Linked DNA regions of Mus musculus: region 1 is linked to region 2. The links are chromatin contacts, called in public HiChIP or PLAC-seq maps. All regions are on one chromosome and are shown on one strand. Each heading gives the region's core, a stretch centred on a gene start, on an enhancer-like site or on the middle of the called end of the contact. The rest is flanking DNA. Distances are from core to core; before and after follow the strand shown. Region 1 overlaps Zyg11a (zyg-11 family member A, cell cycle regulator). Region 2 holds the start of Cpt2 (carnitine palmitoyltransferase 2).

Evidence for each region. HiChIP or PLAC-seq counts read pairs in DNA pulled down with a chosen protein or histone mark.
Region 1: a contact with region 2 is called in an H3K27ac HiChIP or PLAC-seq map of hepatocytes, with 3 times the contacts expected there. The contact joins the enhancer-like site here to the promoter of Cpt2 in region 2. A contact is called at or near these places in 1 of 15 datasets of contacts at CTCF or cohesin (the NIH/3T3 cell line), 2 of 484 Hi-C or Micro-C datasets (the HL-1 cell line and nephron progenitors), 5 of 115 datasets of contacts at active chromatin or transcription factors (embryonic stem cells, hepatocytes, intestinal crypt epithelium and 1 more) and 4 of 9 other capture datasets (adipose tissue, embryonic stem cells, macrophages and 1 more).

The regions. Positions count from the first base shown.
Region 1 is chr4:108,188,272-108,191,152 of GRCm38.p6, forward strand. Zyg11a (zyg-11 family member A, cell cycle regulator) reads right to left here. Exons shown (of 14, transcript NM_001167936.3): 9 at 1,298-1,459; 10 at 1,176-1,220. Among named protein-coding and RNA genes, the nearest start is that of Echdc2, 24 kb to the left of the region's middle. Within about 2 kb of position 1,415, at least 3 of the 459 cell types and tissues checked have an H3K27ac peak or open chromatin away from gene starts, as enhancers often do. A contact at or near this core is called in hepatocytes, where this site is marked.
Region 2 is chr4:107,922,236-107,925,000 of GRCm38.p6, forward strand. Cpt2 (carnitine palmitoyltransferase 2) reads right to left here and starts at 1,354. Exons shown (of 5, transcript NM_009949.2): 1 at 1,080-1,354. The coding sequence starts at 1,231.

The DNA.
Region 1 (2,881 bases), core at 165-2,664, 270 kb after region 2:
GTGTTTGTATCCGAAAGCACAAAGGCCTGAAGGGGTGAGGTGAGCCATTATAAAAGTAAAGTTAGCCCTTGAACTCCTTCAGTCCGCAGGACCAAACACAGTGGTCTGAGGCAGCCACGGGTCTGTTTCTGAAAGCCAAGCGATTCAGTGTCTCCTCAGCCACCCGAGCCACTTGAACACAGTGGTTCCCCACAAAGAGACACAAGTTCCATTAGCATAACGGATTACCAAAAGCTCTTGTAAGTCTTTAGCAGTCTACCAGGCTCCCAGAAGGACAGAAGGACTACCTGCTATTCTAGCAGGTAAGACGTTTCCCGTCTAGGGGGTCTCTCCTGCTCAGCTTTCTGAGATTGCTTTTACTGCTTTTCCTTTCTCCAGCTCTTTACCTGGGTGCTGGGGATTCAGGTTCAGTTTCTTACACTTGCATGGCCTGCACTCTACCAACTAAGCTGTGTCCTAGTCGCTCTCGTTTGGTTGGTTTTGATTTGAGTCAGGACCTTCCTACCCAGGCCAGCCTGGCCTCAAACTTGTTCGCCTCCCTGGAATTGGAATTACAGCTGGGTACAATACCCACCATCTACAGAGTTTTCAGTTAAATAAGAGAGCTACCATTATTTTTTTAATTTCTGATTTTAATTTGAGTATGTCTGTATAGCATGTGCAGGCAGGGCCCATAGAGGCCAGGAGAGGACATTGGATCCCCTAAGACTGGAGTTACATGATTGTGAGCTGCCATGTGTGTGCTAGAAATCAAACCCAGGCTGGGCAGTGGTGGCGTACGCCTTTAATCCCAGCACTTGGGAAACAGAGGCAGGCGGATTTCTGAGTTCGAGGCCAGCCTGGTCTACAAAGTGAGTTCTAGGACAGCCAGGGCTACACAGAGAAACCCTTTCTTGGAAAACAAAACAAAACAAAACAGAAATCAAACCCAGGTCCTCTAGAAGAGCAACCAGTACTCTTAAATCTCTCCAGCCCCGGACAGATATTATTTTAAGCCGCTAAGATGTAGGTTGTTCACAGCAACAGAATTACTGCATGAAGGTATCTGTTTGCTCAGAATGTAACAGAAATTAAATGAACCTATGATTTAAACTGGTTACAGCAGTGCCCAGCACAAAGTAGGTGCTATAGAAGTATTAGTTTTAATTAAAATTAATTCAAACAATTCATCTTACCAAAAGACCAAGTACTTTGCTTTGTATCACAGATATTGAAAATGTCTGTAAAAAAAGAACACTCAGGTCACTTTATCATGAAGAAAAGAACTTTATATCAAAACTCAATCCCACCTTCCCACCTCTAAGACTCGGATGACAGTTGCTAGTCCTTCGTTTTCCATAAAGTACTTGCAGGCCAATGGACACTCATCCGTAAGATTCCAAAGTGCTTTCAGAGTAAACAAGAAGGTGACATCATCTAAATTTTCAGCCAGCTTTTGTCTGATGATTGTTAGAAGTTCCTAAAAGCCAAAGAGATGGAGAGTTAAACCAACTCACTTCTGCATGGGAAGAGGAGGGAAGTGGGCCAGTGATACAGCTGGGCTCATGGAGTACTTGTAGCATGCTGAAGCCTTTCAGTTCTAGCCCCAGTTTGCTCTCAAATACCTGTCCCAGACAGACATAAAATAAATATCACATTTGTTTTGAGACAGGGTCTTGCAGGTAACCCTAGCTGTTCTAGAACTCACTATGTAGACCAGGGTGGCCTTGAACTCACAAAGAATCCCATTTCTGGCCCCCAGCACTGCATTAAAGTTGTGCACCACCACACCTGGCTAGCTCAGCGAATAAGAATACTTTCTTCCTTCTTTCCTTCTGTTTTGTTCTGAGACAGGGTTTCTCTGTTTAGCCCTGGCTATCCTGGAACTTGCTCTGTAGATCAGAGGTTGGCCTCCAGCTCATAGAGATCTGCCTGCCTCTGCCTCCCAAATGCCATGATTCAAGGCATGTGCCACCACTGCCCAGCAGGAAAGAACTTCTTAAGCATGGAAGCACATGACCTTAATCCCAGCAAAGAAAGGCAGAGTGTCAGGCCTACATATCTACATATCTACTTTCAGGCTTGCCAAAGCTACATAGTGAGACCCTGTCTCAAAAAAGAAAAAAAAAAAAGTACTTCATATTGTGTTTTATAAAAAAGAAAAAGCAGCCAGGAATATGTTTGGTGGGGGTGTGGTATGGTGTAGGGGGAAGGGGTACCTCTGCGGGCCCATGCTGAGGCATCCCTTCCCCTTGAGGGACCAGCCACATATATAATTTACTGGTATACTATATCAGTATAGTATAGAAGAGTTTATTTAGGGCATAGGGAGGGGAGTTGAAAGGGTAGTAGAGATGGACAGATAGACAGGGAAGGGGGAGGGGAAGAGAGAGAGGGAGGGAGGGAGTGGAGTGGAGTGGAGTAGAGGCCAGTCATGAATATGTGGAGAGAGAGGGGGACAGAGGAATAAGGAGAGAAGGGACAGAGGAGGAAGAGGGCAAGAGAGTAGGAGAGCAAGAGAGAGAGGAGAAGGCAAGCAGCCCCTTTCATACTGTGTGGAGCAAACCTAGCTGTTGCCAGGTAACTGTGGGGAGGAGCCTAGAAGGAATGCTAACATTTCCTAAGCAAACCTAAGGGCCTGAGTTTGAATTCTAGCAGCCATGTAAAAAGTGGCCACATAAGACCCACTGGGGTTTGCCAGCCTAGCTCCACCCTTAGTGAGAGACCCTGTCCCCAGGCAGGACAAAGAACTTTTGGCCCACTGTAAACAAGTACCTACCCTCCCACACACACACTCACACAAAGAGCTGGAGTACCAGACCAGGGTTCAAGTGTTTTTAAACCATTTAAAAAAAAAAGTATATAAAAAGTATATTTTTAATTACAGTTTTTTATTTATTGT
Region 2 (2,765 bases), core at 104-2,603:
TTCTTGCTGAGAAGGCACGGTGGGCAGATGACACTGGGTTAAATAACTGCTGGACACGGAGGAAAACAAACCCCACAGCAGGGAACAATACCATGGTACAATGTGTGTCTTTTCCCGGATGGAGCAGGAAGGATCACTGGCAGCTGGGCCAGGACAGTGAGGGGGATTTGAAACAGGTTTGGAGCTTGGTTTGGGAAATAAACAATGAATGCAAAGACAATTTAGGTTTGGCTTAGAGTGAAGGTAATTTCTATTCTGGCAACCTAGAACAAAGCTGAGAGATCAACGAGAAAACTAGACTCCAGATTTAAGGAAGTACTGGGTATTGGGGACAGGGGGTGACGGACATGGAGGAACACTTATTAGGGCTGTTTGAATAGGTCAGGTAGTGTGGGTGAGGTGTTGGGGACCACCCGAAAGAGTGCTGAGGAAGGTTTGGTGGGTATGAAAAAGTTCTAGGTTAAGGCTGACCTTAGAAGATGGAGCAGAAGATGGAGAATGCTAAAATGAGGATAAAGATGTGCTTGCAGCAACGATGGGACACTACCAGAACAGGTACTGGAAGAGGAGTGGGCTGGGTGTTCTCAGCAACAGGTAAAGGTGAATAGGGGACACTGACCCGAGGGAGACCCATGTTAGGAACTGGCTATCCTCCCTCAATGGGGGTGCCCTATATCTTTAATCTCAGCACTCTACAGGCAGAAGCAAGAGGATCTCTAATAGGCCATCCTGGTCTACAGAGCTAGTTCTAGGGCACACAAACCCTCAAAACAAAACAAGGAATTGACCACCCTAGTAGAAAGGATTCGGGTGATTTTCAGGCATTAAGTGTGTAGGGCTCAGGATAGCTGTCTGAAAGATTAATGGAGCGGGCAGGAGTTTGTAGGATTCAAGATGAACTTGTAGACGGGAGGGTTGCGGAGGAGACTTTAAAGTTTCTGAATCTTCTGAGCCAGGGAATTTTCAAAGTCTCAGGCTTTCCAAGCTGGGGAATGTGACTGCCTCCAGGGCCGGAGGTTCAGGGCAAGTCCTAAGCACCAGGAGTCGGGTCTGGGCCGGGGCCAGGAGGCTGGGCTCACCTGGGCAGGCTGTCCTGGTAGTGCATGGTGGGTACGATGCTGTGCTGCAGATACTCGGCGGGCCCCGAGACAGCACTTAAGGGCCGACTAGGGGCTCCCAGGACAAGCGAGGGGCACCGGGGCCAGTCACGCAACAGCAGGCGCGGCATCATCGTCCCGGGCGGCAATGGCGGCTTGAGGACGCGGTGGCTGAGGGAGTTCCCGAGCAAGCAGGCCGCTGCCCTCAGGCCCGGGACACCCGTAGAGACTTAACGTCCAGTTCAACTCCGCCCACAGGGGCACTTCCGGGCACCGATAGGCGGTGGCCCCGCCCACACTTGGCCTCTCCCAGAGCCCGCCCACATCGTGGCCACGCCCAAGAGGCGGCCACGCCCACCTGGGCCGGAAGCGGTCTCTAAACTATAGTAAGCCCAGCTTCTTGCCCGAAGGTGGCAGGCATGTAACTCTGAAGCTAACCTCTTTTCCTTTCACAGAACTGGATAGAAATCAAAAGTAGAGAAAAAAGAAACGCTGAAACTTGGCATTTGGCAGACCTATCCTTGTCAAGGCTTGGTCTCTAGAGACCAAGAACATTTCAAACCTTTGTCTTCTAAGTAGAGAACAAGATCAACAAACGCCTCCACAGTTCTAGATTTACTGAACAATAGTCATACTTATTTCACCAATATAATTTGTTAGGCAGAATACTTTACTCATACTAGGTCCGTGTAGCATTCCCCAAGCCTGAAGTCTTTGAAGTGTGTGGCTTCGCGGGGCGGGGGGGGGTGGGGGTGGGGTGGGGTGGGGGGGGGATAGGGAACTTTCGGGATAGCATTTGAAATGTAAAGAAAATATCTAATAAAAATATTATTAAAAATGTATAACTGGAAATTGGGGGTGCATGCCTGTAATCTGAAGGAGAGGCAGAGGCAGAGTGTCAAGAATTCTAGCCTATATTCAGCTACATAGCGAGTTGGAAGCCATCCTGGGCTACACGGGACTGTGTCTTAATCAAAACAAGAGGAAGGAAGGAAAAAGAATGTACAGGAACCAGAAATGAGCATCCTTTTTCAGATTGAATATTTCAAAGGAAAAAAACAAAACAGGTTCCCTACCAAGAGGAAACCCTTGTCCTCTAGTTCTGGGTGTCTTTTAGCCTCAGTCCACCGTAGGAGGCTACCTGTCAGCACACATGGGTCCTGAAGTCCCAAACTTTTCAGGAATTCAAAGATTCTTGAACGTGAACATCCCCATCCATCGCTAAACCACCACAGGCAAGCAACATATACCATACCCCTCTGGTCTCTGCCTCATCTGTAGCTAAAGAAGTAATAGGTTCTGCTACCACTTATTTTACATAGTGAATTATTCTCACTTGAAGCACAACAGAATTCCATTCTGGAAACACAACCTTCCTTTAGCTCCAGCTGTCTGTCAGGACCCTGTAGATCTGAAGCAGCCAAGTACATTTTGTCTGTTCCATAAGTAGGTAGGCAGAGCCATGAGCTGGAACACATCCCAAAGGGCACTGGATTTGGAGTTCAGGGGACCTGAGTTTGTTTCTCGGGCTCTGTCCTTATTTAGATGACCAGCAGTTAAACAGGAAACTCACTTACCAGCTCCATACTGAAGAACTTTTCTTCATTGACTGAAGAGCTAAGCACAGAATTCAAAGCTAGTGGGAACCAGGGATGTAACTCAGTGGGC